Linked DNA regions of Gossypium hirsutum: region 2 is linked to region 1. The links are chromatin contacts, called in public Hi-C maps. All regions are on one chromosome and are shown on one strand. The core of a region is the stretch at or near the end of the contact, and the rest is flanking DNA. Distances in the headings are between cores, read along the strand shown. Region 1 holds the start of LOC107913681 (photosynthetic NDH subunit of lumenal location 4, chloroplastic). Region 2 holds the start of LOC107913676 (regulation of nuclear pre-mRNA domain-containing protein 1B).

The links. A called contact is a pair of places that touch in the nucleus more often than the background predicts.
Region 2: a contact with region 1 is called in a Hi-C map of leaf, with 1.9 times the contacts expected there. The contact joins the promoter of LOC107913676 here to the promoter of LOC107913681 in region 1. A contact is called at or near these places in 2 of 34 Hi-C or Micro-C datasets (both in leaf).

Annotation. Positions count from the first base shown.
Region 1 is chrD11:38,350,706-38,357,282 of Gossypium_hirsutum_v2.1, reverse strand. It overlaps LOC107913681 (photosynthetic NDH subunit of lumenal location 4, chloroplastic), which reads right to left and starts at 4,280. Exons shown (of 6, transcript XM_016842337.2): 1 at 3,758-4,280; 2 at 3,346-3,438; 3 at 3,187-3,247; 4 at 3,022-3,090; 5 at 2,850-2,934; 6 at 2,268-2,593. The coding sequence starts at 4,129. The coding sequence ends at 2,855.
Region 2 is chrD11:38,588,877-38,595,073 of Gossypium_hirsutum_v2.1, reverse strand. It overlaps LOC107913676 (regulation of nuclear pre-mRNA domain-containing protein 1B), which reads right to left and starts at 1,761. Exons shown (of 8, transcript XM_016842331.2): 1 at 1,227-1,761; 2 at 1,012-1,118; 3 at 568-929.

The sequences.
Region 1 (6,577 bases), core at 3,031-5,530:
AAAAGAGAGAAAACGAGAAAGAAAAGAAAAAGAAACGAGTGGCTAGCACTGCCATGCCAACAAAAAAGTAACAGTGTTAGATTCGGGTACCAATATAGTACACAGAAAAAATGTTTGAGTATCAATCTAGGACAAAAAAAACCATAAATATCAATCTGGGAGAAGTAGACAAGTTCAATTACCAATTTTATATTTAACCATTAATTCTAAGAATTTAATTGTAAGTTCTGATGAAGATTAGGTCATCCAATGTTCGGATGGTCATCTCGGAATGGTAAACTCTCAGCTGACCACCTGACTTGTTGGTGGCAAGCTTACTGTTCGGACGCTTTTTTAACTTCTCAAGTGTTTCGATATAGATAGGGTTAACACATTTTAATTTCAATGGAAGGGCATTTACCTTGAGAGCATAGCAAAAACCAAAACAGAGACCGGGAATGATCAAAATGGTAATCGACTGCAAATAAGATTGTAAAATCTCTGTTAGTTTCCTTTTCATGCCTTGCCCAAAGAAGAAAAATAAGAGAAAAACGATACATAAAAAAGCACTTGCCTGCATTAGGTTGGTTTTAGGGTCTGTTCCTCTGAAATTTCCTTTTTTTTTCCCTAATTCAGTTTCTCTTTATATATAAGGACATTAAAGGTGGCAATGGAGGAAATAAGTAATTACTTCACTGTGGATTTAAAAAGGCAAGTTTACCTCAGCTAGTTAATGATGATTATTACTCAAGGTTTTCTTTGTTAAAGAGAAACCAAAAAAAGGGAAATCACAATGATATATATCTTCAAATAAGCTACAAACAACTATGATGATGATGATGTATGGGATGCTTCATAACAGCCATGAAATTGTAATGAATACGACATATTCTTCATCCCATTGGAAATCTGTGTTTTTGATAGAATTTAAAAAAGGCCACGACCTAAACAGAAACAATTGAAAACATTAATGCCTAAATTGAACTTTTTTATAATTAAGTGACCAAAATATAATACAATAATAGTTGGTTGACCATTTATATAATTTATCCTAATTTATAAAATACATATTAAAAATATTACGATAAAATAATAGTAAATGATATATAAAAATAATTAATTAATTATAAAAACAAATAAATAATTCATGATAGAATAAAATAGTAAATTTTATAATTACAATTTTAAAAATTTATATAATTTATTATTTAAGAATACTAAGCCTATACTCCGTCACCAGCTCTTAGCCTATACTCCATCAACAGCTCTTAGCTTCTATGTTCTCTTCATCTCCATTCTTCATAACCTCCGACTCTCTGTCCCGACTCGGTGAATCAGCTTTCATAACAATCGCCCTACTCTCTTTTGTACTCCTCCCTTGTTGTATACTATATCTACAAAATTCCAATTTCAATAACTCAATTATACTAGTGAATGTTAATTGTTATATATTAGAACAGGAGGGGCAAACATGTATAGCAGATAAGTATTGTGATTCAGGGTTGAAGAAATCTATAATTCCTATTTATGATTAATATGTTTTTAAAACCAATTTGATAAAATTTATAAATATGAAAGTTTAATTAATTGAATTGTTTAAAATTAAGACAAAATTGTTAGAATGCATAAGTGCTGAAGACTAAATATGTAATTATACTCATTTATAAAAGTCACATCATCACTTCTTTTAAATTGTTAACGAAAGGTGACCAAAATAGACACAATTAAAAATGTTATTGCCTAAATTGAAAATTTTTATAATGGGTAAACAAAATAGAACCGATTGAAAATGTTAGAGCTTAAGTTAAAAATATTTTTTAATTGAATGACCAAAATAAAACGTGCTAATGATTGGGTGATTTGTAAATTTACCTATAACTTATTTTTGCTACATTCATTCTTAATATTTATTTTGAAAATGATTAAATTTATTAATATTTACATTAAGGCTTACTGAGTTTGGTGTCAGCTATAAGCAGATCCAAATAGTCATGAAGTTACCCCCCCCCCCTATTAAGCAATAAATACCCCCACCCTTAAAATCTAAAAAAATATACTTAAACATGACGAGGTTGAATCCCAAAGCATTATATAATTTTTATCATCCTACTTTTACCATCTTAACTCAAACCAAGTTTAATTATTTTTATCAACTTTCACAAATTTATTACATAAAATTTCCACCCTTATTGTAGTTCTGTCCAAACATAGGATCTTTATACTCGAGCTAATTCAATGTTAGCCCGGCCCAAAACAAAATTCAGGGTCAACATTTTCCCAACTCCATATTGAAAGGGCTTAACCTCGGATTGTTGAGCTTGAATATTACAAAAATGTCTACCAAATGAAGTTTGTAGAAATATAATTTTAGCCCTTCACCAAGTATCTGTTTGCCTTTAAAATTGGATGCCATTTGCACACAAGAAACAGAATATATATATATTATATAAAGAAACAAAGGCCTAACTCCAAAGAAAATAATATGGTAGCATGGAACATAGTCTTTAGGAGCTTGTTTGGTAGACACCGAACTATTTGGATAAATCATTTAGTTGGTCAAAGTGTTCCACCAACAGGTACCTGTCAAAAAGTATCAGATTGGAGGGACCATCACCTGAAACATCCTTCAACTTCATTAAAACACGCAACTAATCATTCATATATACATATATTTGTGTATGTATGTATGTATATCTTCAGCAAAGTGCAGGAAACTCATTTCGAGACTGGCTAACATATGGTGGCATCATCATCTTCTTTCATTGAGCCAAGAGTTATAAAAGAAAGGGGCGTATAAAGGTTTGAATGGTTAATGCTGAGCTACAAATGTGCCTTCTAAGCTACAAATGTGCCTTAGTTAGGAAACTCACTTTAATCACTTTGCATTTCCAGAGTAGATGCCAACAAAGTTAATATCATATAGGAGAGTTGCATTGGCAGGTATGTTGCAGTCGCCTAAATAAAGAAGATCATGGAGTTAGTGAGGTAATTGTCACAACAATGAATGTTTAACAACACATCCAGTTATATCTGGGAACTAACCGGAAAAGCATCCCGCAGGTTCTGGTCCATATGCTAAGTTTGGTGGAATCTGAAGCCTACGTTTTCCACCTGTGTCAAAATCAACATCATAAACAATTACTCTACAACAATATGAGAGGAAATAAAGTCATGCTAAAAGTAATATGCAGTGTCTCGGAATCGTACCAACAAGCATAGGAGGGACTCCTTCACCCCCTAAAATTCCCTGGTCCAATCCCTTAATGACCTGAAATGAAGGCATGGTATGAACTTAAATTAATGACCTGAAAGGAAAGATTGACAGTAGTATATCAGCAATAGACGAATCTATGGGGGAAAATGTACCTTGCCAAGACCAATTCGCATGGTGAGAGGTCTAGCACGTTTATAGCTACTATCAAAGACTATCCCATCAGCAAATCTTGCAGTGTAGTGAATCTATGCAAAGAACAAATTAGAGAAAATAGTGTTAATTCGATCAATCTGATGTTCACATATTTTGCAGTGTCTCATGTCAATATGGATCATGCAATGCATTCATATTATAAATATATCGATATTTACACATCTGGGTCTTCAAAAAATTGCCATGGCAAGTTTCTACCCTTTTGGATTTGAAGCCTAAAATATGGTCATGGTAAGTAGTAATGCTATTGAGTTCCTCATTCATGTGCATATCTACTTGGCTGTAACATTAATTGTAGCATCAACCAATAACCAACAAAAAAATTAATCTGAAATCAAGAGATGAAGTTACATTGACAAGCTCTCCACGTGGAGCTTCCACACCAGACCCTACAATAACATCACAGTAACCAAGACCAGATTTGGCATAGTTGAGCTCACATTGAGGTTCCCCAACAGTTGCAAAATACTCGATCCTGGTGGCATCAGCCTCCAATGGTGAGCAAGCAAGAAGTGAAGCTGCTAAAAGCCCAACACCCACATTGAAAACACATTGTTTCGCAACAGGTTTTGAGTTGAAAGAGAGTTTGGGTTCGTTGGGAGGTGGGAGTGGCGTGGAAGAAGAGCAAGAACAGGAGAAGGATGGCGATGAAGTGTGCTTAGAGTTGGAGAAACGATGGGTCAATGGCTTTGCAGTTGCAATGGCTAAAGCAGAGGTCGCCATTTTTCCTTTTTTATGATTCTTTGGATTTGGAAAGCAAAATTTTCTAAGCGGAGAATTCGGATAGGAAAAATAAATGAACTACTTTGGCAGGAAATTCTGTTCGTCGGATATGGATAAGATTTAGGCTTTCATTTATAATTACACTGATGTTAAGTAATCCGGGATTAACTTATTTTTATAAGTTATTGTACTTTGTTCAAATTAAATTTAAAACATTATTATTAACATATATTAATCTGATTTTGTATAAACATATAATCACTTATACTAATTAAATTAAAAATATTTTTATTATAAAATTCAAACTTTTTATTAAATATTGTGTTAATTGTAGATTATTTTACGTTAAATTATTATTATGGTATCTCTATTATGTTTAAATTTAAGATGTATCTATACTTTAATTTGACATAATTTGGTTCATCTACATAATATCATTAGTTCGACAAAATAGTTGACACTCTTAATTATTATAGTTAAAACGTCGACGGAGAAATTTTTTCTTAAAAGCATTCGTTCCATCTTTTTTTTTTATATAGAGTAAAGGTATCCTCCATGTCCGTTTCTAGGGTCCATAGAGGTTAATCCTTTTGGGATTTGTAGTTGCCCCTCTCCCAACAATGCAATCTTTAAGATTCAAACTTAAGTCCTCTATTGGGAGTAAAATATATCTTATCATTGCACTCAATACTTATTGGTCTCATTCCAATTTATCATGTCGAAAAAAAAATTGTGTTAGAAAGGTTTTTAAAAAAAATTCACATAATCATTTTAATCAAAATAGTTAAGAATGTTAATTATTTGAACAAACTAATACCAAAAGGTAAATGACTAAATTATGTCAAATTAATATATGAAAATTAAATCTCAAACATGAGCATAGTAGAAGATAGTGTAATATCCTGAAATCTCCAGTACTATTCCAAGTCTTGGTATAGTGAAATATAGAAGAAAATTTGAAGATTAGTTTTACAATTGTAGCCTTAAAGGATTGTTTTGATTCTTAAAAAGAGGAAATTTGAGTGAATGATTGTGAATATGAGATTTTGGTATATAGGACTAAATTGTAAAGTTGGAAAAGTTAGAGACGTTAGTGTCATTTAATCAAATTGAGGAAATAAGGGTTAATAATGATTGTGGAGCATAAAGATGACTTGGATTGGGTATTAATTTGATGAAAGTCACTTTGGGGATTAAATGGAAAAATTAAAAAGCACAGAGGCTTAATGTGCAAATTTCCCAACAAGCGAGAAATGAGACAAAAAGTATGAACTATGAAGGGAGTGCCTTATCATTAATATTTGTAAGTAACGGTAAAAAAATACAGATTTATTGGACTCAATTAAATAAATATGAGAGTTTAGGGATTAAATCATAAAATTTTTATTTTTAACAAAATAGGTTCTAAATGCAAAACTATGTATGGAAAATTAATAATTATAATTGAAATTTTAAATCCAGGAAAATTTGAAGGATTAAGTGACTTGAATGGAATATACAATGGTGAAAGAAAATAGGTTTACTTTTCAAGATTGATTGTTAGGAATCAAAACCTTTGAAATTTGTTAAGAGATTAGAGAGAAGTTTGTGAGAAAATGTAAAGAGAAATTTCTATCATGAATGAGTCCTTGGGGAAATTACCATTTAAAACCTTTTATCAATCAAAATCTAACTTTTTCCTATTCACACATTAACCCCAATAATTTTATAAATTTTACGATTTAATCCTTACTTCATTACCCACCAATTAATCACTAATAAAAGCATAATTATTGCACCAATTAATCTAACCCACGACTTTACTCGAAACTCATTTTTAAAAATCTCTCAATTTGATTTTCAAAATAGCTCGATTCACAATTTCGATCCAAAATCGACCTTTTCAATTTTAAAAAAATCTGGGCGTTATAGCTTAACTAAAACCATTAATTTCATATATGTTTAATAAGTAGAAAAGCATACTACTAAGCATAAATCAAGTCATAACATAATGGAGTAAACATATAAACATCAACATCACGATAAAAGCATCGCATATCACAACTAAACCATCGCCCCTGTTAACGAACATGAAACAATGAACGGATACATGAAAAATACTCGAACACTCTAAATAGTGTGCACAAGCACCAAGTGAATAGCAGTACTCCAATGAAACAATGAACGAATACATGAAAAATACTCGAGCACTCTAAATAGTGTGCACAAGCACCAACTGAATAGCAATACTCATTTGGGTGATAAATTTCGGTAAAACTGAATTAATTGATTGAACCGATTTAATTTAGTTAATCGGTCGATTAAAGATTATTTAGAATTTTGGTTAATGGTTAATCCATTTTAAAATTGGGTAGTTAATCGAACTTAATAAATAATATTATATATTATATATTATATATATTAAGTTGTTATTAATTCGGTAAATTCGGTAAATTCGAATAATTTGGT
Region 2 (6,197 bases), core at 512-3,011, 240 kb before region 1:
AGGAAGTATTTTTGAAGTCGGTCCTACAAGCTATTGCAACATATGCAATGTCTTGTTTTTTATTACCTAAGTCATTTTGCAGAGATATAGAAGGCGTTTTTGCTAAGTTCTGGTGGCAAAGAGTCATGGGAGAAGAGGAATTCATTGGTGTAAATGGACTTACTTGTGCCGGTCAAAAGGAGAAAGGGGTTTGAGATTCAGAGATATGGCTAAATTTAACGTCTCATTATTAGCTAAACAGGGTTGGAGAATATTGAACTATCCAGATTCATTATTAGCTCAAGTTTTAAAAGTAAAATATTTTCGAATAATAATTTCCTTGACTCATGTTTGGAACAATGCTTTGTATACGTGGAAAAGTATTTGGGCTACAAAGGGTATTTTAAGGGAAGGTATGTGCTGGAGAGTAGGAAGGGGAGAACAAATTACAGTTGGTTGCGACAATTGGATCCCCGATGTGGGAAGAAACAGATTATCAGCTATAGTCACAAATTTGAATGATTGTAAAGTTGCCGATCTAATCAATCAAAATAATAGAACATGGAAGGAAGAGTTGATAATTTCTACCTTTCCGGAGGATTTAGCTGAGAAGATTATTGGTATTCCACTGGCAGAGGATCCTCATGATGACTTCCGGGTCTGGAGTGCTGAGGCGTCGGGCAAATTCACAGTTCGTAGCTCCTATAAACTATTACAGAATATCGAGGATGATCCTAGAGCTTATGCTTTACAAGAAGGCTACAAGGAATTTTACTAAAAATTATGGCTATTGAATCTTCCCTTAAAAATCAAAATTACAATCTGGAAGATATCGTGGAATTTCCTAGCTACACGGGTTAATCTACTTCAGAAAAAACTAATAAACACAATAGTGTGCCCACGATGTGGAGTCGGAACAGAGAGTATGAATCACCTTTTTTGCGAATGCCCTGTGTCAAAATCAGTATGGAAGGAATTACCATGTAATGTTTTGGTGCACGAAAGACAGTTGGAGTTTGCAGAGTGGCTTACCGGAGTTTTTGCAAAGAACTCGGAATCTTAGTGTAGGATATTTTGCTGTGCATTATGGGCTATATGGGGAGATAGAAATAACAGAGTGCATAATAAAGTGAGCAAATCTGGAAAAGAAATAGGCCGATTCGTTAGTAGCTACATAACAGAGTTGGACGGGATAGGAAAAAGTAAAGCACAATCATATAAATTGACAAGCAAATGGAAGAAGCCACCTGATCAGATTGTGAAGATAAACTTTGATGCATCATATGATGGAAAGAGTAAGCAATCGGCTGTGGGGATTGTGGCTAGAAACAACGAAGGCAAGGTTTTGCTCTCATGCTTGATGATATATCAACAGGTGGCATCTCCTTTTGCGGCCGAGGCGCTCGCGAGCCGGAAAGCGATCAAAATTGGTAAAGAAATGAAATGGAGAAAAATCATTATTGAAGGAGATTCATTATCGATAATAAAGAAATGCAGATCTAATATCCCAGATAAATCACAAGTATGTGCCTACATCAGTGATATTCATAAGCTACAATCAAGATTCCAGGAATGCAGATTTGAACATGTTCCAAGAGCAGTTAACAGTCTTGCGCATACGATAGCAAAAGCAATGCTGAGGGATAAAAGAATAATATACCTAGTTGAGGGAGTCCCTGAATATGCAGAAGATAAGAGAGAAAAGGGATGGAGTGGGAGAACCGGAATGAATGAAAGGGATGAAAATGAAATGGGTAAATCGAGCGGAGGCAGGTAAAGCAAAGACAGAAAATGGGGTTTCCTCGGGAGTATGATTTCGTCTTGAAGAAGATAAGGCAGGTGAAGGGACAAGACGATTGAAAGTTATGATGCTGATTGGGAAAGATTGTATAGCAGCATTAATGGCTTCCAGAAGGTTCAGTTATGCTGCTTTTTAGGATTTCATAGGAGTAGTTATTGGCGTTTCAGCTATTCATTTTTTTTACTGTTTTGTTTTGGTGATGAGGTCAAAATTCCAATCGGGCCTGGTCTGGTTCAGAATTTATTTTCTATAACTTTTGAATTCAATAATAAAGCCCAATCTGTAACTATTTTTCAAAAAAAAAATTCAAAATTAAAACATAATAATATATAAATTTAATTTTTAAAACATGATTATTGATAACTAAGGTAAAAGTGTGATGTTATCCATATTCTTATTTCAATCCAAATATTTGTTCTTAAGTTTCAAGAAATATTATTGATTCATTACGGAAATGGTTTTTAAAATATTTATCTAAATTTTTAATATTTAAAAATTATCATTATTTTTTCTTTGAGATATTTCAATTATCTTTTAGTTAAAACTTAATCTATGAAAATTATTATTTATAATTGAAAGTAAAGAAAATAATTTAAACCATTAATAACTCATTAAATACTATTTATATTTTCTTTTCAAAATAGATCCAATTGAATATAATTACAAATACTTATCCAAATAAAATAAAATAAAAAGCAATTATTATTGCCATCAAATGGTTGAATATTTAATTTGCACATAATTGGTTTATCATTTAATAAATTTAAATATTGGATTGAAAATAATAAAATAAATATAGATCAGATATAGAAAATTTATTAGATAAAAAAGGAAAAATATTTGTTCTTTTTTATAGAATATTTAGAACTACCCATTTCCCCTCTCAACCCATAAATATGAGGATAATGTGCTTCAGTACACTCAAATCCACATCTTTTTTACAACAATGCCCACACCAATCGAGCTAAGGACCCATTTGAATATATATTAGTTATAATTACATATTTATATAAAAATTGAAAACTCAATATCTAATTTATGACAATTATTTAAAAATCAAGGTAAAAGAAGTTGTAATTTTTTGTTCAATTAAAAAATTACTTAATTGAAAATATTAAAGTATTTACATTGGCGAGTATATTTCTACTAATTTTTGTAACATTATAATAATATTTTGTGTATATTTTAGATGACAAATAAAAATTATCTTTATAAATAAAAATGATTATAAGTGTAAATGCATTTTATTCGTTTGAATATAATTACTTCGAACAATTTTTTAGATCATTTTATTTACACTTGATAATATTAAAAACAATACTTTTTAAAGGTGGTATATATGTGCTTTCTATAAAATAACTCGAGAAAAATACTATTTAAATTGATAATATTAATTTTTGGGTAAACTACATTAAGCCACTCTAAAATAGTGTTGCTTCTATTTTGATCACTCTAATTTTTTTTTGTCAATTTAGTCACTCTAATTAAAATAATTGTTCGAATTGGTCACTATCGTTAAAAATGACATTAACCCACTAATGGATTACTGACTTGACATTTTTTTTTTTACTTTTGACTAAAACTAGGGACCTCTCTATAATTAGTTCAAAATATTTTTTTGGGTTTATTTACAACATAGAGATTTCAATTGTGGCATCATCAACATTTGAATCCTCTTTAAAAAGAGAGGATCCAACAACGACGATGGCAAACTATGACCATGACCCCACCCTTTCCGATGAGCCCACTTGCTAGCCTACCACCCCCGACTATCACGATCAGGCTAAATTTTTTTATAAAATTGATGTTATTAACGCATCATTTATTAACAAAAAAAAAACCAAAATAATTCATATCAAATAACCAATCAAGCTCCATTTTTTTATATATTTTTAACCAAGCTTATAAAATTTCCACCATAACCTTATATCAAAAAGTTCTTCGATAAAAGGGTACTATGATGAATAATAAAGTAGCCACCAACCATCAAATTTGTAGGAAATGTAGAAAATTTACCAAACAAATTACCAGAAATATTACTTTTTTACTTAAAAAGAAAAAAAAAAACTTTCTAAACTCAAATCTACTCCTTAAAGTATAGACGTGAAGCGATTTTTTTCATTTTCCTTTTTTTAATTGAATTCTGATGTTAGGATTTTCATTTTTCCGTTTTTTCTTAAGAAGCTAATTCACTTGTTTGGATAAGACTAAAACAAGTTTAGAACTCAATTTGAGTTTCATCTTTCCCTTAGTTTCTCAACAACCCAGAAAAAAAAATTTTCAATAATAAAAATAGATCACGGATAAATTTTAGATGTTTCAACATAAAAAAGGTTGGCTGGTAGTGTTATGATGGCAAGTAGGCTCATAGAAAAGGGTGAGGTCACGATCATGATTCATCGTCGTTATTGTTAGATTCTCTCTTCTTAAATATGATTCAAATGTTGATAAAGTTACCATAGAAATATTCATGAGGAAAATAAACAAAAAAAAAATATTTTGGACTAATTATGGAGAGGTCCCTAACTTTAGTCAAAAGTAAAAAAATGTCATGTTAACAATCTATTAGTAGATTAACATAATTTTTAACGACATTGACTAATTCAAACAATTATCTTAATTAGAGTGGCTAAATTGACAAAAAAATTAGAGTGATCAAAATAGAAACAACGCTATCTAGAGAGATCGAAAGTATATTTTACCCAGACTTTTTTAATTCAAGTTTAAATATTTATAAAAATCAATATCAAAGTTAGAAAATTAATATAATGATATTCTATCAATTTTGTAATCATTGAAGTTATATGTTATTTAATTATATTATTTTTAACGTTGTTTAATTTTAATATTATAAATTATTAAAAACAAAATAGTGGTACAATAAATTATGTTTTTATCAAAGATTAAATTATTATTTTTTTCTTAGTTAAAATAAGCTAAAATAATATTTTTTCTTAAAAAACCAAATGGAAATTAAAATAATATTTGCTTTATTGTATTTATTTAATTAATATAACTTATTATTAAAATTTAATTCTAAAAATTGAGAATTACTTTACGTATAACTAAAAAAATGAAGTATTTCGAAACTCGAAAAACTAACGTATAGAACTCTTTATTTTTATAGTTATTTGTGTTCCTTCTTTTATATTGTATATGATAATGCCAAATTAATTATTAAATTTGAATATTTAATCTTTCTCCTATCAGTGTTCCACATTTCTTTAAGTATTTCTTTATTAAGAATTATGCTAATATTATATAAAAATTCTTTTTTCTTGCAAACATACGAGCATCTATTCCAAATCTTGTATTTTGCTTATTAACACTCGGAATGTGTTGCATAATATTAGCATTATCTAATTTCATTTTGTACTTTAACAATTATTCAAACTTACATCTTAACTCGACGATGTTGAGAGTGTTTTCTAATTGGAACGTAAGTTGTAACCATAATAGCCATATTTTCTATCAAAATTAAGTAAAAAAAAGATTAAAAATAATTGAATTAGCAATATTTAGACGTGACCATTTTACTAAGAAAGGCCAATTTCCTACTTTCTTTACAGAAATGGACCACTTTATTTATTATTTACTAGAATGGGCCGAAAATACTAAAACGCATTCATGTAAGAGCGTTTTAAGGGAAAATTTCAGCAAAACGAGTCCCTAAGGGAGCGCTTTTGCCATGTCAGCAAAAAACGTGCTGACATGGATGCGCTTTGCTAACATGGCAAAAGTGCTCCCTTAGGGACGCATTTTAGCTCGTATTTTTTACCCCCAACGGTCAAAATTTTAAATGACCGTTGGGGGTCCAATGGTAAAAAAAAAAACCTACAAAACCCCTCCTATTTTTTTCACACAAACATTTCTTCCAAAATTCTCAAAAAAGCTCTTAAATTTCTCCCTAAATTTCTCAAACCTCTCTTTAATTAACTATTTCCTTTAATTTTTTTTCTAAATTAGTATTTTTTTATGATTTCTAAGATATTTGATCGTGTTAGCTATGATTGGGGAATTAATTCGTCTCGACCATAAACATATCTCCGTCTAACAAATGAAAATTGTAACACCCCGAACCCGAGACCGTCGCCGGAGTCGAACACGAGGTGTTAACAGACTTCAAACCACTTATTTGACATTTCCCAGACAAGCTGCCAATCTGCGTACTAGTCGCTTTAAAAATCATATCTTGAGTTTTGAAACTCGAAATCCAGTTCCGTAAATTTTCCCTAGAACTAGACTCATATACCTATATGGTAGAATTTTTGTAGAATTTTTGGTCAGTCCAATTAGTACAGTTTATTAGTCAAAGTCTCCCATGTTACAGGGATCGACTACACTGACCTTTGTGCATTACGACTTGGATATCTCCCTGCACAGAGCTTCAATACTGATGTCGTTTGTTTCTATAGAA